Linked DNA regions of Mus musculus: region 1 is linked to region 2. The links are chromatin contacts, called in public Hi-C maps. All regions are on one chromosome and are shown on one strand. Each heading gives the region's core, a stretch centred on a gene start, on an enhancer-like site or on the middle of the called end of the contact. The rest is flanking DNA. Distances are from core to core; before and after follow the strand shown. Region 1 overlaps Gm33843 (a long non-coding RNA gene). Region 2 has its middle 13 kb from the start of 4930459C07Rik.

The links. Hi-C and Micro-C count contacts between places; a contact is called where the count stands out from the background.
Region 1: a Hi-C map of uterus shows a contact between it and region 2, with 3 times the contacts expected there. The contact joins two enhancer-like sites. A contact is called at or near these places in 2 of 15 datasets of contacts at CTCF or cohesin (the NIH/3T3 cell line and large pre-B cells), 11 of 484 Hi-C or Micro-C datasets (bone marrow-derived macrophages, brown adipocytes, muscle stem cells and 3 more) and 1 of 115 datasets of contacts at active chromatin or transcription factors (pancreatic cancer cells).

What each region holds. Positions count from the first base shown.
Region 1 is chr10:96,547,204-96,552,926 of GRCm38.p6, forward strand. The region is part of intron 3 of Gm33843 (a long non-coding RNA gene); the gene reads right to left. Among named protein-coding and RNA genes, the nearest start is that of Gm33843, 49 kb to the right of the region's middle. Within about 2 kb of position 3,253, at least 30 of the 459 cell types and tissues checked have an H3K27ac peak or open chromatin away from gene starts, as enhancers often do. A contact at or near this core is called in the NIH/3T3 cell line, bone marrow-derived macrophages, pancreatic cancer cells and 1 more, where this site is marked.
Region 2 is chr10:96,209,952-96,216,055 of GRCm38.p6, forward strand. No RefSeq gene overlaps it. Among named protein-coding and RNA genes, the nearest start is that of 4930459C07Rik, 13 kb to the right of the region's middle. Within about 2 kb of position 4,205, at least 167 of the 459 cell types and tissues checked have an H3K27ac peak or open chromatin away from gene starts, as enhancers often do. A contact at or near this core is called in the NIH/3T3 cell line, bone marrow-derived macrophages, pancreatic cancer cells and 1 more, where this site is marked.

The sequences.
Region 1 (5,723 bases), core at 2,003-4,502, 340 kb after region 2:
ACCAACTTGACAACACTAGAGCCTGCTTATGAAAGCAGTTCTCTAAGAATGAATGGGTTGGTGGGTCCTGGCTCTACACCTGCACATCACCAAATGGTAGGGAATGAAGAACCAGAAACAAGGCTATGTGCATTCTATACTACAAAGAATAATGACTGGCTGGGTGGTAGCTCAGTTGGTAGTGGCTTAGTTTGCCCGTAGCCCTGAATTTGATCTCCAAGATCAAATAAATGTTGTGACACATGTCTGTAATCCCAACATATAGAAGGTAAGGACAGGATGATCAAAGTCAACTTGGGATACATAACAAGTTTAAAAGCTAGCCTGGGATCTGTAAGGTCTAAAGAGAAAGGGGGGGGGGGCAGAGAGACAGAGACAGAGAGAGAGAGAGATAGGCAGAGAGAAAGGCAAAGGAGAGAGAGAGGAGCAGAGAGAGAGAGAGAGAGATACAGAGACAGAGAAACAGACAGAGACAGACAGGATACAAGAGAGACAGAGACAGAGATAGACTACACTGGGGTGATTCCCTCCTAAGACCACAGTCTTTGCCGCCTCTGCCACTGTCTAAGCTCCCCTAACACTGGACCAGCACCTTAGTTCAAAGTTCTCTAACGTATTACCCACATAAAAGCAATCACAAAGTTAAGCAAATTGGCTGTACAATCCCACCGTGTTCATAGTTCTTTTTAGGAACGTTGTCCAGGAATTACGGGCTCTGGGGCAGCAAATTCAGTTCCTGCGACACGCAGAAAGTGCTGCTGCTGTGGAAGCTCCTAAGATGGACGTCACAGGGTATGCTTGCTCTTTTGTCCCTTTCCGAGGCACCCACAGAGTTCACACACAACCTTGGCTGAAATCACCATCTTCCCAGCATCTCGTTTAGACCTCAGCACACAGTAGGTGAATAGATATTTGTTTAACTGAATGAGAGTATTGTGAGGGACTCTGCATGCCTTTAGTGTATGAGGGAAGCAGCTGTGTGTTGTGATGTCAAAGACTCGGTGAAGGGCTGGCGGAGTTAAGCCCTGACATCTCTGTCAGCTTGTATCCTAGGACTTGTGGCATTTTAAGGAAATTATTCTACCTCTGTGATTGTCAGTTTTAGCTTTAGATAAATGGTGGTAATACCAATGCATCTCATGGAGGATTGCTGTGAGGACTGGAGAGACACTCAGTGGTTGGATGCCCTTTCTGCTGAGTGGGGTCCTCAGGACCCACGTGATGGAGGGAGGGAAATAAACTACTACAAGCTGTATGCTGACCTCCATATGTGCGTTGAAGCACACGTGAGTCCACACGTAGAGACATGCACTAACATACCACATTGAGAAATGCAACTAAAACTTTTTTGAGACAGCATATTACTATGTACCCTAGCTGTCCTAGAACTCACTATGTAGACAAGTCTGGACTCAAATCCACAGAGCTCTGCCTGCCTCTGCCTCTTGAGTGTAGGGAATAAAGGTTTGAGGCCTTATAGCCTCCATTAATAAAAAAAAAACAATTTTAGATAAAAAAAGTTCTTTGAATAGTTGTAGCTATGTACTGTTCCATAGATATTAGCTTCTATTTAAATCTCTTTTAGTTCTAGTTAAGTAACTTTTGTTTGTAACAGAGCTAGGGCTTGTATATATCACTGATCTCTGAAAAGATTTATTCAAAGCAAAACAAAACCATAAAACACATAACAGAGCCAGGATCCCTTTTTTCCTTATCAAAATTTCTATTTCCTCAGCACAAAGTCACTGTTCACTGTTGCAGAAGAAAAATGACTTTAATCTCAAAAGCGACATTAAAAATAGGAGGAAAGAAAACAAATCAATAAAGGCAAAGGTCAGAGAAACAGATGATTCCAACATAAGCCAGACTTCTGGGTGGGGGGTGCTATATACACAGGCTGAAAACCAGTCAGATACACTGGACATCTGCAAGGGGGAACATGCAGCTAGATCCGCCAGCCAAGCAATTTCATACTTTAGACTTTGAAAACTGTAATGTAACCAAATGTAACCATATAACCAGCAGGAATGGAAATAAAGAATTGTGGCCAAAGATTGCATTTCCTAACAAGATGTTTTCCTTCCCATACGTAACAAGTTTAATCACTTTCATACGTACTCACATGAATACATATGCACACATGTATGCACACACACATGCATATGCACACATACACACTTACATATACGCTACCCTATGCTGAATTAATCGTATTCTAAACTGTATTCTTCACCTGGAGAACCTGGAAGCTACTTCAATAAGAAAAAAAAATTATAACATTACAAAATGAGGAATGGTAGTTATGTCTTTCTTTTTAAAAAAATAAAATTTTACCTATTTGATAATTTCATATATGTATACATAACATACTCCAATTGTTAAGGATGCTACTCATGGCTTCTGTTTGTCATCAGGTTGACTAATATCAGTTGACAGACACTATTTCTGTTAGTTGATTTTAGTATTTTTTTTTTTACTCTTGTTCTGTGTATGGAAAGAGGTTACCACAGTTTCCTCCATAGGGCGTCAACTTTGAAACACGTTTTTAGCACCAACCCTAATAAATAATGAATTTTGCTGCAACCCAGATGTTCTAATGTCTTTTTTTAAATGTTGTCTGTGACCTACTACATCTGTTTTCACAAGCCTCTCATGGGTCATGACCTCCTTGTGCATGGAAAACATTGTCCTGGGATGGTCTTTCTCAATGTTCCCACTGAAATACCCCAAGCAGCAGGGGAGAGGGAAACTGGGGAGAGTAAAGGAAGACTAGAGAGAGAGACAGAGAGAGACAGAGACAGAGACAGAGACAGAGACAGAGACAGAGACAGACAGACTAAGGGTCTGCCTCCAGTGCAAAATCTCTTTGAAGTTTCTTTACTTCACCACTGAAGTGCACCCCACTTTGGCATATGATAGCCAACTGGACCATCAGATTTCTGCTAAAAGTTTTCAATTTCCCTTTTAAGCAGAACGGATGCTCTGGACTTCTTGCCATTGACACTCAGGTTGTCTCTCCTGCTACCTGGCTATCCAAGATGCCCACTGTAGGCTGCAACCATGTTCTGTGGGGTGATAAATGTCCCCACAATACACAAAACCAAGAAGTCTGGGGCCTTCTGGCTTCCACACAACTGTTCAGTGTAGACCTTCTGGATGATATCTATAAAGGCTCGCAGACACTCTCATCAGTTAGTGAGCCTGGGCTCTTCCCTAGTACTGCTGAATCTCGTGACTGGGAAATGACTCAGACCCTCATTAAACCTCACACAGCAAGTCTCCAGGAAGCCCCAGCAGCAGGAAGGGAACAATGCTCACAGGCATGGGAGGAGAGGCACTGAGGGGGAGCACAATGATGAAGGCTGAGCCACTTCCAAGGGGAGAAAGACATGCCAGTTCCTTGTCCTTGCAGTTGGTTGAGAGCAGTTCACCATTCTTCCCTTAAGTCGGCCATCGCATCAGACGGGCCAGGAAGAAGGGAGACACTAATCAACCAAGGAACCTGGGGGACCCTGGAGCTTTTAGGGTAACCAGAGAGTATGTGTATAAGTAGATAAACACACAGCCATTGCAGAGGTCAGAGTTCATTCACTCATTCCATATTTCTATGGACTCTGGGGATCCAGTGCAACGCGTAGGCTTGGTGGTAAGGACCTGCACCTGCTGGGTTGTTTTGGGAGTCCTCACGGGGTTGTTTAAGCACTTCTAACCTAAGGATCCAGTGGCTTGCTTAGAACTTTAAAATTGAGATGTTCTCACTTGAAATGAATTTCTAACACAGATCAAAGTTTTTTCTTTCATGAAAAGCCATCCAGGAATCTGGAAATAGGGCCACAGTGGGCTAGTGTGCATGGCATGAAAGAAAGAGAAACTGAGTTCAAATTCCTAGGGTCAAAGTTTGAAAAGGGGGATGGGGGTGGGGAATGTCTGGAGAGATGGCTCAGTGGTTAGGAGCACCGGCTGCTCTTCCAGAGGACCTAGGCTTAATTCCCAGCACCCACACAGTAGCTCAAAACTATCTGTAACTCCAGTTCGAGGGGCTCTGACAAGCTCACTCGCACAGACATGTGTGTAAGCAAAACACCAATGCACATAAGACAAAAAAAAAATTATTAAAAAGAAAAAGAAAAAACTAGGCCTGGCCTTGCATGCCTTTAATTCTAGTAGTGGGGAACTAAGACTAGCAGATCTCACAAGCTCTCTGGATAGCTAGCTCAGCCAAAACAGCTTTAAGGTTCAGTAAGAGACCTCATCTCAAAACAAAGGTGGAGGCCAATAGAGATAGACATCGAACGTCTTCCTCTGACCTCCACACACAAGCACACACATGTGCTCATACACCACACACAGCACCCCTATCCACATACAACAACAGCAGATGCAGCACACACATAAGACATCTAGGATTTGAAATAGAGGAATAAATTAAAAATAAGGAAAGGATCCCAAAGAAACCTATAAAAGATGTCTTGGAAAAACCATAGTTCCAGACAGAGTGGAGACAGACAGACACAATTGGGCTTGAACAACACTCTAGCACGTCCTTATAAATTCATGGCCAAAGATTGCTGAAATAGTCAATCAACTGTCCAAATAGATGTCCCCTACTTTTTTCCTGTACTGTGCATCTTTCTCCAGTCATAACCCAGGACCTGTAAGTACAGTAGGGTTCAGTAGAGTGCCTCACTATAGTGATTAACAAAGCCATGATTTGAAAAGCTGAATCCCATCTCTTTAAGTGTAAAAGGAATTTCATTTATTTCATGATTAAAGCAATAACACGCAAGTGTGAAAAAGTCTAAATTTCCAAGAAATTGAACACTATGTTTTTCTGGCTGAAGACATGGGAGTGAGCTCCACATTACGGAAATGACTTGAGGGTTTTTTTGTTTTGTTTTTTTTAAGTACCATTATAATAAGATGAGGTCACCTTCAAGAAAATTAAAAACAAAAAGCATTTAGGGCGGCCGAAGATTATGAACACAAAACTAAAATACAGATGCATAAATCTTATTGCCTTCTGGGACATTCCTAATGGCCACAGTCACTTAAATCCTGGTTTTAAATGTATAGTTATATGAGAAGTGGGTTTTACTTTATTTTTTAATATGTAAAATTAAAAAAAGAATAATGTGAGATTTTTTCTCTCTTATCTCTATTTTTCAATCTATCTGTTGAAAACATTCTTGGCTGCTGTGCAAATATATAGTCAGAATATATGAAATAACAATGTTTTTAAAAGGTAGGGTTGGTTTCTTTCATGACAGGACAACAGGTATGGAGAAGGAAAGGTCACCTCCTTCCTACCTGGGTCCTTCCCTCCCTGCCTGGAAAGCCTGTCTGCTGTCTCTTCCTGACAGCAGATGCATGTGACAAGATCCCCACGTTCTTACCTCCACACTTTCCTGACCATGATGGACCATATCCATTCTTAACCTGTCAGCCCAAACAATCCTTTCTAATTAGAAGCAGGAGAGGAGGGAGGGAGGGAAGGAGGGGAGGAAGGAGGGAAGGAAGGAGGGAGGGAGGGAAGGAGGGAGAGAGGGAGGGAGGGAGGGAATCTATTATGCTCCACCTACTTGCTAGTATCTAAAAAGTAACAGAAGACTCTATAATAAAACGTTGATTTGAAAGATTATCAGAGATATTCGCATTCCCCAGAGAGCACCGTGTTCATACATAAAAATGACTGTACATTTTTTCTAGAGCATGTTCTGTGGTGC
Region 2 (6,104 bases), core at 2,955-5,454:
CTGGCTCCTGAGGGCAGTGGAGTGGCTGAGCAGTGGCAATTCTTAGGGACCCAAGGATGAGGCGGTCAGTGTCAAGAGCAGCATCTATTCTTCACTGGTGACCAAACTAAAGGTGGGAGACCACACTGAAAGATGCTATTTGAATATGACTTATGTTCCTCATGGGCCTGGTTTCCAGACACACATATTTAAAGGGCAAATCCCTCAGCTTCCTGTAGATTGTGGCAATTACTCATCATCCTCGGAATAAATTCCTCTCTTGCTTTATGTCAGCTCCAGAGAGTCCCTTTGGTAGGCAGATGCAATCAACTATCATGTACCAAGCGCTGTATGATGGCAAAATCAGACTAAGTCAGTAAGGCAGACATGTACCTAAGTCAGATTCATGGTTCCTGCAGTGTGGGTCTGACCATAGACCATAGATGCTGTGGATAAGAAACAAGGAATGACAGTGTGCGTGATTTAGTTTCTAGGGGCATAGATAGACCAGTGAGGCTGATTAGAAACTCATCAATCAGGATCAAGTAGCCTGTTAAAAATAAATAAAGGGGATTAGCTGCTGTTGTTTTTACAGTATGGGCCAGGAATGAGAACCGCATCCCTTGAGTTGCTGACACTGGAGCCCGGGATTGGACAGGGGACACAGAGCTGCACCTGGAAACTGAGTGCTGAACCCAGCTTATCTTCTTAAAGAAGTCCCTGTTTCTTCTTCTTTTGTAAGTTTGAAAGTCTTAAGTTTTCCAAAACACTGTCCCAATGACTGTGGTTTTTGATTTCATATGAACCGGATAGAAGGTGTTTGGGGAAGTAGAAGCAGGGAGAGAGTCCTAGGCTCCTGATCTCTTTGGTTATGTAACCACGATCAGTGAGCTTGTATTCTAGGCCCACAGGATTCTCGTCTCCCTTTCAAACAACCCTCCAAGCAGAGATTATGAATTCAGTATTCTAGGGCAAGCCTATGGACTCAGTTTTAAAGCTCCAGAGTGATGGTGTTGAAACGCTTGACCCCAGGTGATCTGGCTCTAGTCCCAGTTGATGTCCACAAAACACAGTATCCCGCCTCTTTTGGGGAGGGGGATCCCATGGCAAGGCATCACGTGATCTGTCCATCATTGCAGGAGTCATAGCTCACCGCTGGAGTAGTGAGGGGCTAGAGATAAGTCCCAAGCTTACTTTGAGGATTCATTAAGGTCACTTACAAGATCTCGAAGGTATCAGTCAGGAATAAATCTTTCTGACTGAAAATCAAACTCCATGATGAAAAAAATCAGGTTGTATAACCCTCCTCGGCCTGATCTCTCTCACAGGCAGAGTCCACACGTTGTGCCCAGCTATCACTGAGGTCGGTGGGAGAGTGTTGTCTGTGATCTAAGCACGAGGGTGGACTCTATGGGGTCAGATCTGCCAAGTCATAACGTTTGAACATGGAGGGGGTGGGGATATTAACAAGTCATGGTGACTTGCCTGGTGTTGTAGATCAGGATGTCAACAATACTTAACGACCACCTATGACACATCACTATTGTGTAAGGATTAAGTTGTATCCTCTTTAGTCCTCCGTACAGGTCCTTGAGGCCTTATCTGTTTTTTTTTTTTTTTGTTGTTGTTGTTTTGTTTTTGTTTTTGTTTTTGTTTTTGATAGAGAGGCACACTCTGAGAGGGCTTGTGACTTTGCCAGTATCACAGACCCTGATGAGCTATTAGGGACTCGACCTGTAACTTCCTCCCTCTAAAGCTCAAATCTCACAGCATACGTGGTATGCACCAAGCATGTCCAGCTACACCCAAGAAGAGGTAAAGTTGCTACCCTCATTCGAGAATCAGTCACCACGACCAACAATTATTGTTATATTCTGAGTTATGGACACTGCCTTCATGGTAAAAGAGAAAGAGACTTTTAGATAAAGGGACAGATGCATGTTTTTTGTTTTGCCATGGGTTTAGATGGAAAGGGTGGCTACCTATGAGCCCACGGGGAAATAGGACAATCGCAATGAAGTCACTGTGGAGCTGTATAGAGGACAACAAAGGGGACTGTGAGAAGCACTTGGCAGCACGGGAGGCTTGTGTGCACATAGGCATTAAGAAAAGAACCTTATGTGCTCACACACTGCCGGTTCGCTGGAACATTAATTCACAAGTACTTAGTTTAGACTTGCAGACTCTTTCATGAGGATTGCATATCCACAGTAAATATAACTAGAATTAAACCTCGCCTAAATATTTAATATGGCAGGCCGTGGAAGATCTTCAATGCTTTAAAGAACTGACTGATACTTTTGATTTTTCTAATCATCGATGCTGAGAAGGCCATATTGCATACATATACAGCCCGAAGTACAGAAATATGTGTAAGGCCATTGTAAAACTTGCTGGAAATCCTGCCTTAAACCCAAGCAAAAGTTAATTGAATGGTGTTGTGTAGGAGCTCAGCAGTGACTTGGATAGCAACCATCAAACATTCAAACACAACATGATCCAAATCTATACTCATGGATGTGACACTCCCTGGCTGGGGCCAGATGACAGGAGCATCTTTGCTTTCCCTAATTCAGCTGTTAACATTTCTAGAAGAGCAGAAAGCTGTGCATATGATAAAATACAAAAAAAAAAAACCAAAAAACAAAAAACAAAACAAAACAAAACAACAACAGCAAAAAACCCCGCAGTCCATAGCGTGCAGGGCGTCTGAGCGTGATGGTTCAATGGACTAGTTGAGCATGATAGTTGGGATGAGTGACGGCATCCATAAGCATACAGGCTCCTGTGTGTTCCGAGCTGAGAGTACAGAGAAGCTGTGCGGTGTAACACAGGCGAGCCTAGCCTGAAGCACCTTGGGATTGTTACACAATTGAGGCTGAATTTATTTTTGATCATTGCACATCCAGGAGTCTTCTGCTATTGTCACTGTCTTTAGAACGGTCACCTTCAGCTAAGCGACCCTGTAGTGGGGTGACGACTTACAGTCAGACGAAGCTGGGCTCTGTAACATCTTTAAATATGCACACAGTATTAATACACCAGTGCAAATGCCTTATGAAAATAGAACATATTTACATATTTTACATTGCTAACCCCACTACTGTGGTGGCATGGGAAGCTGGGTAGCCAACTGATTTTTAATGTAAGATATTAGAAATACTGGCTTTCATATTCATATATATGTATGTATGTATATATATATGTATGTATGTATATACACACACACACATATAGTATGTGTGTATATATATCGTATGTGTATATATATACACGATAATATCGTAACTATACTACCTATACATGTGCATATATATATATATATATATATATAAACTAATTTGAATTGCTACTCCATTGACTAAGTACTTACGATGAATTGTATGACATACATCTCCAGACCCGCCCCCCTGCCAGCCCTGAAGGATATACCTCACTCATTTTCTTTTCTTTCAAGAAACCAATTTTGCTATCTTCAAGCAACCACTTCTTTTGTTGAAGCAAAACAGAACAAACAAACAAACAAAAAATCAACATTAAGATTTTCCTAAGCATTTAGAAACATGTCGAGCAGCCTGGGACATTCTGGAACCCTGTCAGAGCCCTGGTCTGTGAGCTAAGGAAACAATTTTGTTTGATAGAGTTACTATCTTCTGCAAAGGCTGAGTGTATATTATGTCGCATAGTCAGAGCACTGGGGGACACCCCCAGAGGGAGCTTGTGATGAGTAAATAACTTAGTAAGGCAAAGAATGGACACTGTAAAACCATTCCTTAATTCAAGGCCACGTGTTACTTTGGGATTTAAGGAAATATATTGGCATCTTCTATGTGATAAGATGCTTCAAGCATTTATCCTTAAAAAGGACTAAAACCCATTTTTTTTTCTCTCCTGTTTGTATCATTTCCTCCTCCTCCTCCTTACCCCTTCCCCCCCCCCCCAGTCCACTTTTCTCTCTCCCTCCCTCTTTCCCTCTCCCTCCCACTCCTATTCCCTCTGCTTCTTCCCCATCTCCTCTCCTCCCCTTCTATCTCTCCATTCTCCCTTCCTTCCCCTCCCCCTTCTTTCCCTGTGGTCATTGAGACGAAGTTCTTTTAACTAACATCCCATTTCCGCCAGCAGAGGGCACTGTTTGCGCGTTTAAGTAGATGTCTCCGCTTTGTTTTTCCAATGTGAACAGTATCTGAGTCACAGGCAGGCACGCTATTCGGCTGGAAAGATACTGGGGAGAAGGCCTGCCTGAGTGGTAGTGTTTCAACATCATTTTGCCGAACATTTCCTTTGTTCTCGGCTGCTTGGAGGGATGTTCATTGCAAATGCCCTTCTAGTTCCCGGTGGAAAATGTATGTTTTGAATGTGTGTTTTGAAGGCAATGGCATTGGGTCACTCAACGTCTAAATATCACAAGTGCTTCAAACCACTTTAGGTGTCAAATTCTGAATCAAGGTATCAGCCCCAGAGTAGATCGTCTTGCTCCGGGAGCATCATAAATAATTTCTGTAGCAGCATATGACATCATAAAGCAATCAGGCATTCCCTGTACACCATAATCGATGGACTTAGATGTCTTCGGATGGAAGGGTATGGTGAAAGACACTTTTCCTCTCACTGGACTTGAGCACTTTAGAATTAGTCAGTGGCTGCCTATCAAAAACGAAGTGAGTCACGTTCAACTTCCAATATATTGTGGAATATTTTCTCAAGAGTTTCATACACATCATTTATATAATATTGGATTATATATTTTGTGGTGAAGTAAGTACTTTTACATTTTTACGGCAATTATTTAAAAAAAATTAATCAAAGTGTAGATGAGAATGGCATACTTTAACAATGAAAGTCACGGTTAGTCAGATACCTACTTGACTTTCCCAGTCCTCAGTATCTCTCTCAGCTCAGGTATAACTTTTCATTTTGGAACCTGTATTTTAGTCCACCCCCCCACCCACCATCTCTGAAACAATCAGCTTGTCTTGCTATTCTCTAAGCTACTACTTTTAGATGTTAGCTGCTGTTTGACTGTAGCAGGAGTATGTTGCCCAGGGTTGTGTGTGTGTTTGTTAAAGCTCGGTCGCCAGTGTGGTGATGCTGGAGACAGGCACCTTTAAGAGAAGGTGGGGTAATTAGACCAAGGTAATTATTTCACACGGAAGGGATCAAAGCCATGTGTATGGGAACCCGCTGACTTCCTCTTAGAGTGGGTTGTTATAAAACATAACGCTCACCTTTCTCATGATCTGGCTTCCTGCCTCTGCCATGTGTTGTCTCTTTCCTTGCACTGGCTCCCCCACGGCACCATCTGCCACAGGGTAGCACACATAGGGGACTGTCACCAAGGGCCAAACACTCTAGGTTTACCCAGGGTTGAATTGTCAGACTCAAAAATTGTAAGCTAAACAGATCTCTCATCATTCCACAACCCAAGGTGGTTTGTTAGAGCCAAGCAAAGCGGGATTGTCTAATACTGTGAATTGTCCTTTTGGAATGTACCGATAGATAAGACTCTCACCTCTCTGTCCCTCTGCTCACCTTATTTCTGTCACATCTCTGTTGGTTACCTGTTCAGCTGTAGGAAGAGCACTTAGACCTTCCATGGTGAGCAGTCTACTCTGAGTGGCCTTGCTGTTCTCCGATGCCTTCTGCCGCCCAGGTTTAGTAAATTTCCTCTACACGATCAAGGTTACTAATGTTTTCCTTGTGCTCTCTGGGCACGATGATAACGTCTTTGTCTACAGTATGTGAACTTATCAATGGCATTTTCCCTGAAAGTCAGGGTTGCTTCTCACGGCGACCGATCGTGTGTTAGTTATTGTTGTACTCCTGTCTCTTACTATGGTGTGGCGTGTGTGCGCGCGCACGCATGCGCAGGAGCGCTTTCTTGTATTTCCATGTGTGGGGTTGCCTATGCATGCACATGCATGTGGAGACCTAGGGTCGATGTGAGGAGGCTTCTTTGATTGCTCTCTACTTTATATAAGAAGGCAGGGCTCTCACTGGCACTGAGACTTCACTAATTTGACTAGTTCCAGGGTTAGGTGGGTGCTGGGCCCTGAACTCGGGTCCTCAGGCTTGCGTAGCCGGCTTTCCTTCTACCCATCGACCCACCTCTCCTTCTTCATTTTCCT